Linked DNA regions of Mus musculus: regions 1 and 3 are each linked to region 2. A link is a contact called in public capture Hi-C and promoter capture Hi-C data. All regions are on one chromosome and are shown on one strand. The core of a region is the stretch at or near the end of the contact, and the rest is flanking DNA. Distances in the headings are between cores, read along the strand shown. Region 1 holds the start of Ttyh1 (tweety family member 1). Region 2 holds the start of Myadm (myeloid-associated differentiation marker). Region 3 overlaps 9430041J12Rik (RIKEN cDNA 9430041J12 gene).

Evidence for each region. Promoter capture Hi-C pulls out the DNA fragments that hold promoters and counts their contacts. Capture Hi-C pulls out chosen DNA fragments and counts their contacts.
Region 1: a capture Hi-C map of macrophages shows a contact between it and region 2, with 5 times the contacts expected there. The contact joins the promoter of Ttyh1 here to the promoter of Myadm in region 2. A contact is called at or near these places in 2 of 39 promoter capture datasets (cranial neural crest and hippocampal neurons), 3 of 484 Hi-C or Micro-C datasets (cerebral cortex, cortical neurons and neural progenitor cells), 2 of 115 datasets of contacts at active chromatin or transcription factors (embryonic hindbrain and neural tube) and 2 of 9 other capture datasets (liver and macrophages).
Region 3: a promoter capture Hi-C map of neutrophils shows a contact between it and region 2, with 4 times the contacts expected there. The contact joins the enhancer-like site here to the promoter of Myadm in region 2. A contact is called at or near these places in 4 of 39 promoter capture datasets (the C10 cell line, the HPC-7 cell line, neutrophils and 1 more) and 1 of 115 datasets of contacts at active chromatin or transcription factors (large pre-B cells).

What each region holds. Positions count from the first base shown.
Region 1 is chr7:4,118,247-4,120,946 of GRCm38.p6, reverse strand. It overlaps Ttyh1 (tweety family member 1), which reads right to left and starts at 1,417. Exons shown (of 14, transcript NM_021324.6): 1 at 1,167-1,417. The coding sequence starts at 1,292. 9430041J12Rik (RIKEN cDNA 9430041J12 gene) reads left to right here and starts at 219. Exons shown (of 9, transcript NR_033568.1): 1 at 219-1,036; 2 at 1,139-1,267.
Region 2 is chr7:3,289,189-3,291,888 of GRCm38.p6, reverse strand. Myadm (myeloid-associated differentiation marker) reads right to left here and starts at 1,334. Exons shown (of 3, transcript NM_016969.2): 1 at 1,259-1,334.
Region 3 is chr7:4,081,651-4,084,350 of GRCm38.p6, reverse strand. The region is part of intron 6 of 9430041J12Rik (RIKEN cDNA 9430041J12 gene); the gene reads left to right. Among named protein-coding and RNA genes, the nearest start is that of Gm23741, 19 kb to the left of the region's middle. Within about 2 kb of position 1,325, at least 156 of the 459 cell types and tissues checked have an H3K27ac peak or open chromatin away from gene starts, as enhancers often do. A contact at or near this core is called in the HPC-7 cell line, neutrophils and pre-B cells, where this site is marked.

The sequences.
Region 1 (2,700 bases), core at 168-2,667, 830 kb before region 2:
GGATTCCTCGTGGCTGAGGGACTCTCCAGAGCCATAAGCCCCAAGAGTTGGGCTGGGAGTGGGTGGGCCGACCGGCTGGAGGCTGCGATTGTGTAAGTGGCTGTGGGCGAGGGGATGGCGGTGCTCATTTGGAGGGGAGAGGGGGCGGGTGGAGTAGGCAGGGAGGAGCCGCTCAGGCTGTGCCAGCCATGACCCAAATAGCAAGCACACCAGCACACGATCCCCCTCGCTGCTTTTCTGGGAACATCCCCCTCCCTCGAAGCTCTCCCAACCCTGTGCCCCTTTCCCAGAGGGCTGCCACAGAGGTTCAGACTTGAGGGGAGGGCAAGGCCAACTCCCAGCCCCCCACCAGGCCCCCAGCTCAGCCAAGCTTTTCTCCTCATTAATCTCAAAGTCAAGGACTTGAATTAAACTGGGTCAGGGGACAGCACCTCCGCCCCCCCCCCCCCACGAACCGCAGCTGGGCCTCTTTCCCTAGGGACCCCAGAGTCTGTGAGGGTCCACCACCAGCCTCACCCTCCTGGGACCCAGGCCTGTTGTCTTCCTTAGCCTGGAACCTAACCACATTTCTATCCCAACCCTCTCTGGCACCCTAACAACCCCTTCCCTCCTGGGACAGGCTGAAGGCACCTTGAATCCTCATCTTACCTCAGCTGGTTTCCCCAGTCCTGATCTCTGTTCCCTATTTGAGGATATCAATCCTTCCCAGACCTCGGCTGCCTCCCCTGCCTTCCCTCTCTCAGTCCTTTCTCTACCCCCACCCCCCCGCCAAAAAAAAATTTTTTTTTAATTTAATCTGGGACATATTTACTAGTCGGGATTCTGTGGGGGCGGGGTCCTTCTCGCCTGGGACCTCAAGAGCGGACCTTTCCTTAGATGACCCTAAAGACTGGCTTTCCAGGCAGGTCTCAGAAACCCAAATGCTGGGCCCCCATCTCCTCCCATTCAGGATTCTTGGAAGTCTAGGATCCCAGCTCTCCTTATCTGGGAAGAGAGGGGTCTGCACCCCCAGCGCACGTCCTAGGGGAACCTCAAGGTATGAGCGCTATACCTCTGATCTTGGACTTGTACTCACAAATGCAGGCCGGGTCCCCAGCCCCTAAGACGCCGGAACTCTGACCCAGCCTCCTGTTCCCAGGGGACCTGGCCCAGGTTTGCCATCCCACCTGCTGGTACTCTTGGTCGCGGGGAGCAAAGCCGCTGGGCACCGGGCGGAGCTGGAAGTCGGCGCGGGGCAGCTGGTGGAGGAGATGCACCCAGGCAGAGGGTCGGTAGCCCGGGGGTGCCCCCATGGCCCCGGGGAGGGGCAGCGGGGCGGACCGGGCCGGGAGCCTCGGTGCTGTGCGGGGCGCGGGCGGAGCGGGGTTTGCGGGGCTCCCGGGAGCAGGAGCCCGGAGGGCCGGGGGTGGAGATTGGGGAGGGGGGAGGCGAGGCAGCGCCTCAGTGCTGCCTCTGGCGGTCACCGGAGGCAATGCGGCGTGAGCAGTGGTCCCCGTTGCTCCGCCCTCTCCTGGGCTCCCACCTGCTGCCTGTGCAGGTGAAGGGTCTTTGCTCATGTCAGTGGTATGCAGGGGCTGTGCTTGCTGAGAACAAAATGGATTCGCCCGCCTTGTCCCTGTCTGTATAAGAGCCAGGATACTGGGATTTCTCTTTCAAGCACACAAGCTCTTTATCCTTATGTAAAACCTTCACCTTGGTGTAAAGGTCATTAGTATTTGAGCAGCAGTTAGCCAGGCGCGCCAATAAAAAATCCCTCACTTTTCCGTTTGTAAAGACAGCTTCTGCTTAGGTAAGAGTCTCCTTCTCCACGACACATTTTGTCATTACCTGTATATGGACACAGTTTCTAGACAGAAATCTTCCTGTGTGAGCAGACCCTTCCAGAAAGACCTACACATGCCGTGAGAACTGTTTGTATAAGAACTCCACCAACTTTGAATAGGATCCTAATTATCTATCTATATAGGGGCCCATCCCATTTGTGTATGGTGGCTTCCCACATGTTTGAGACCTTCTCCAAACTGCTTCATTCTCTAGAATGACCCCCACTACTTGCCACTCACGTAAAGTTTGCAAGTGATCTTCTAGCCAAAATATTTGTGTTGGGTCTCATGGGAAGCTGCTAAAGTCACACAGATAGATGATGGGAGGCAGGTATCCCTGGAGGGACCCTGGCCACCATGAAATCATCACTCAGACCTTTACTGTGTGACCTAACATTCCCAGGGTGCTGCTCAACTGTCCCTTTTGGTGTGTAGGAGGCCTAATTTTTGCCCCTAGAACGCCCAGTAGTGTTTCTGTCTGCCTAGGGGAGGGTATTGGATGGGAAGGAGTAAGAGTTGACCCCCCCATGCCATCCATGAATTTTAGTTGAGAATGGTAGAAAGGGCTAGCAAGAGAAGTAATGATGATTGTGTTTGTGATGACTGATGGTCCTGGTGATACCGATGGTAGTCATGGGGATGGCAGAGTTGTGATGGTGGTGGTGATAATGGTGATGGTCATGGTGGTGGTGATGGTGATACAGTTCCTGATGATGATGGTGGTGGTGAGAATGATGATGGTGAGCATGCAGATGATAAGATTTTCTTGGTGTTGATGATGGTAGCTGAAGAGACAGTGGTGATGAAGATGGTGGTGATGATAGTGATGCTAGTGATGGTAGTGATGGTGATAGTGATGGATAGTGATGTGATGATG
Region 2 (2,700 bases), core at 85-2,584:
GGAACTAGAAGCCTCCAGGGCACTTGGGAGTTGAGACAGAAAGGCAGAAACCCCCAGCTCCCACCAGGATTGGTTTTTTTGGGAAGCCAGGCACCCCGCACTATAATAAGTGGGCAACAGATCGCCTGTAATCTCAGCATTTAGGAGGAAGAGGCAGACGGATCTCTACAAGTTCAGGGCCAGCCAGGTCTACATAGCGAGTTCCAGGACTACAAAGGCTATATACATAAAGCCTGTCTTTAAAATTTTTTAAACAAAAACAAAAATGGCGGGTTAGTGTCCAGCATAAATCCTTCTGTCAGGGAGAAAAGTTAGGAAAGGAGGAATAGAAAGAAAGGAAGACCTTAGGAGAGGTAACGGAACTAGTGATAGAGGCCTCCAGCATCGTTTGAAGTCATTGCTCAGGAATGCTCAGCTAAAGACATAAGCAGGGTGAGGAAACGCCCCTAGAGTTTCCTCCTAGGTCTAGTTCCACTCTCAGGGCCACACCCAGCACCCCTGCTACCATCCCCAATGCCACACTCCTGAGGTCATCCATCACTCCACAGACAGGGCACATGCTGGGCACAGCCCTGAACAGACTCCAGGCCACGCCTCACACCAGTGGTGGGCTCAGCCGTAAGCCTTCAAAGATTCCTACCTCCCTCCCCCCAGCCCCCCCCCCATACTCTAGTGCGGGTGCAGGCCTCTGGGAGGGTCAGAACAAGGACTTTCCCCTCCTGAGTCCCTCCAGGTATAAGCACCAGGTATAAGCATCCAGGAGTTCCATCTTCTCGGATTCAGGGATCTATACTCAATCTTTCCGAGTCTTCAAACCAAGAGTCGAGATCCCAGCCCCTCCCTTCTTCCGTCCCAATTCAAACTCCAGTACCTTCTCCCTCAGAACAAATTCAGACCCCCAACTTCCTCCAGATTAAGGTCTGAATCCTGCCCTCCTCCCTGAGACCCATCTTAAATACAGATCCCAAACCTTTTTGGTCAGACCTAGGAGTCTAGATCCCATCCTACCGCTCTCAGCCTCAAGGGTCCAAGTACCACCGTCCTTCCTCATACCCACGTGCCCACTCCCCAGTCCCTCTTCTTTCCCATGTATGACCTGTATGAGCTCAGATGTTCAGCCTTTCATCCAGAGCTTGAGTCCTGGTCCAACTGCAGTGTTTCTAGGGATCCAGACACCTGAATCCGTGCCCACTCCTCTTTCTAGAACCAAGGATCCTGGACCACAACTCCTTCCCTTTGGGGGTCCCTGCAGCTTTACCTCTCCAGGCAGTGGCGACTGTAGCACAAACAAGGACGACAGCTGCAGACCAAAAGGGTCTTAGGACTGGGTGGAGTTGGCCAGCTGAGGAGCGCGCGAGGGAGGGGTTGTGGGCGGGGTTTGGGCCTGGCTAGGGCGGTGAAAAGGGACTTTCCCTTCATTCAGGCTATCCCTGGTAGGCCCCGAAGGCGGGGCTAATGCCACACCACGCCCCCAGAAGGCTAGCGTCCTGGATCTCCCGCCCTACCAGTGAGGGGGTGCAGAGCTGAGGTCACCGTAGCCGTGGAGACAAAACAGGAAGACACAGCAGCTGGAGGGGTGGGGTCTCCTGGGGGCTATCCTCCCTGTCATAGCTCTAGAAAGAAATCTTCAGGGTAGACCGGAGAATGCTGTTGCCATAGAAACGTACTTGTTTATGATTTGTTTCAGATAGAGTCGTCGCCCCCCCCCCACTAAGCCGGGTCCCCACGCCTAGTCTCACCTCTCATTCAGTTCTCCCGCTCTCCGCCCCACGCCTCTGTCTATCAGTTCCCCCACGATACCCAGAAAAAGGAAATCTTACACATCCAGGTCCCAGCAGTTTGAGGGTCAGCTAGACCTCTGTTTAACGGAGTCTTGTCTACCTGAAGCAGAATTTAGGGTGCCAGGCCTTGAGCTTAAGCTACCTTGACTAGTGAGGGCCCACCCCCAAAAAACAAAGACTAGATTCCTTCGTTTAGGGGTCTGCATAGAGAGTGGGCCATATCTCCAATTACACTGTAATCATGGCCTGAGGACCCTTGGGCCAAGTCTCAGAAGATCACAGCCAGGAGACGCGAAAGGATGATGGATAGTAGCTAAATTCCTGGAAATTTGGAGGGAGGGTACCAGATTTCTGAGCGTTCAGTTTTCAAAACATATGTGGTTGGTTGGTTGGTTGCCTGAGTCTAGAAGGGCACGCTATTTTTGGCCTGAATTCCTGCCTTCAGGACAAAGGGAGAGACTCAGAATCTTTATGAGGACAGGGCTAGGGCCCGGAGCTCTGGATTCTAGGTTCTATCATATGGGAAGGATTCCTCGGGCCCTATAGTACCGGGAGGAGAGGGGCAAAAGCAGGAAAGAGATGCAGGATTGGGAAAAAAAAAAAAAAAAAAAGTCGGATTTAAGGGCCTGAAAGAACTCGACTGAGCCAGATGGGAAAAGAAGCTGAAGGTCGCGATGCTGGAGGGACCTTTAGGTCTCTCCTAAAGGTCCCAATGCTGGCCCCCTGGGCAGGGCGGAGACCCAGGACACCTGGTTCCCTCCCTCCTGGCTGCACTCACTCACCCCGCTCTGCAGCGGTCCCGGGCGCGGCCTTGCTCTGCTGCTGCTGGGCGGGGCCTAGTGGCGGCTGCGGCTGCTTGTCTCTTCCCGGCGGCTGCTTCTGGTTACCTTCCAGGAAGACTGGAGAGGTTTATAGTCCT
Region 3 (2,700 bases), core at 76-2,575, 790 kb before region 2:
TAGACTGGTACCGTGTGTGGGTGTCCTTCTTGGCACCTCGTGCTATTATGTCATCTGTCACTCTTGCCAGAATGCCCCTCATCTCCCTGATTTGACAGGCTTTTAACAGATTACTTTCACCATCTTATCCAGGGCAGGTTAGAGGTAGCATCTTAGGAGAAGCCAAGGGGAGTCCATGTAACTCTACAAATGATAGCTGAGGGTGGAGGTTGTGAGATGTGTGCTGGCCTTGGAGAGTTGTGAGGAACAGACACACATAATTTGCTGAGGTATGAGGAAAAGGAAGTGTGGAGAATAATGCTGTATTTTATTTTAGACTAAAAAACTAGAAGATTGGAATTCTTATTATTTAACACAGGAATCACCATAGGGAGAGGAGCTTAGGATAACACCTGTCTCATTTCCATATATTGTCTCTCTCTCTCTCCCTCCCCCTCTCTCTCTCCCTCCCCCTCTCTCTCTCCCTCCCCCCCTCTCTCTCCCTCTCTCTCTCCCTTCTTCCCTCCCTCCAACCCTCACTGTCTGTATACATGTAAGACACCACCATATCTGCATATCTGATACAGTCTTTGCAAATTAAAATAGATTTTTCTGTGTATGTGTGCATGAGTGTGTGCATGTTCAGGTGTTCATGGAGTTCAGATTCCCTGGAATTGTAGTTATAGGAGGTTCTATGTCACCTGATATGCGTGCTGAGAACCAAACCCCAGGTGCCCTGTACGTGATAGTAACTGCTGGGCCATCTCTTGAGCTCTATTAAAAAATTTTGTGCATGGGTATTTTGCCTACGTGTAAGTCTTGTTCTATATGCATGTCTAGTGCCCACAGAGGGTAGGAGAGGACACTGGGTCACCTGTGGATAACTGAGATATGTGGATGTTGGGAATTGAATCTGAGTTCTCTGGAAGGATAGCAACTGCTCTTAATAATTAACCACAGAGCCATCTCTCCAGTCCCCAGGTTTGTTTGTTTGTTTGTTTGTTTGTAAATAAGATTGTTACTATGTAACCCAGGCTGCTCAACTGTCCATTCTCCTACCTCTGCCTGCCTCCTAAGTGCTGAAAGAACAAGTGAGCCCCACCTGTTTTTTTACTTTATTTTTATGCTTTAGTTTGAGCGGTGTCTTTTGTTTTCCTTCCACTAAAACCAAAGTCCTTGTCACCTCTGTTTCAGTGAGTCATTTCTACCTCTCTGAGTCCACCTAGCTGAGGACCTCATCTCCTGCTGCATCTCCATATTTCCAGTAACTTCACTGTTCATCTCTGAGGTCTCCACCTATCCCATTCTGTGGCTTTGCTGAAGTCCTAGTTCCTGTTCTTTGCCATCTGTCTTTGTCCCACACCAGCTACTTTCACTTTCAGAATGGGCAAACCCCAGACAGTTGTATACTTACCCAAAGTACAATCGCCTTTCTCAACTTCCTTCCTTGTTCTATTTTCATTTATTTACTTAGAGACAGGGTTTCTCTGCATAACCCCAGCTGTTCTCGAACTTGTTCTATAGCCCTGGCTGGTCTCCAGCTCACAGAGGTCTGCTTGCCTTTGCCTCCTGAGTGCTAGGTTAAAGGTATTCATCACCACTGCCCAGTTTCTGGCTTATTTTAAAATTGCAAACTCTTGCTCTTTCTTTCTGTTTTTGAGAGACTCCAGTGTATAATGTTGTGTCTTATTTGCTCTTTTTCCTGTCGGGGTCCAGCCTCTACACAGGATCAGAGTTCTCTACTGGAATCAGGGATATCTGGAAGGCACATAATAAACAGACACAGACTACTTTTCACTGACAGGCACTTTTTCAAGTCTCTCTCTCTCTCTCTCTCTCTCTCTCTCTCTCTCTCTCTCTCTCTCTCTCTCTCGCAGCTTGAGGCTGCACCACACTGCATTCTCTTGTGCGCTTTGCTTTTCTTCAACTTCCACACTTGTACACACCCCTGTGCATCCCCTTTCACTCACACATACACTCTTCACATTCACCTCACACACACCACACGCACTCTCCTTTCACTCACACACACTGGCCATACACATTCTCTCTTCACTCAGTCTTCACATTCTCTCTCACATTCTCTCTACTCACCTCATGCACACCGCAATCTCACCTCACTCGCTCTCCACTTGCTCTTCCACCTTTTTCTTGGCCCAGTCTTTTATTAATACTCCAAAAGCAGGTTAAAAAAAGAAAAAGGACATTGTATAGTCATTGCTAAATCAAATTTAAAAGAATAACCACATCCCACAAAGAATCAACAATTACAGTTGTCCCACAAGGTTTCAAGCTTCCCTGATTCCCAGGCCTATGGTCAAAATAATAATAATTGCAAACTTATCATTATTTAAACTTTAACTTTGGACTTATTATACTTCAGAGCTCAGAGCTCCAAGGTCAGACACTTGCACTTTCCTGTCAAACTCTGAGGATAAATGATGTGGGCACAGCTGCCAAGCAGTGGCCAGCAAGAATCAAATTAACCCTTAACTCAGTAGTTCTGCTAGCCTTCTGCTTCTGTACATTGCACATAATGACTCTCCTAAGAGTCCCAATGTTTTGACTTAGTTTTTACTAATATTTAATTTTATGCACTCTATACTTTCTTACCCAGGAACTCTCAAATATTTTACAAAACTTATTTCATAACTTCAATATTTTTTCCTTTCTTGAGGTCTCAGTGTTGGCTCTATTTCATTTTCTAATAATTTCTTCAAA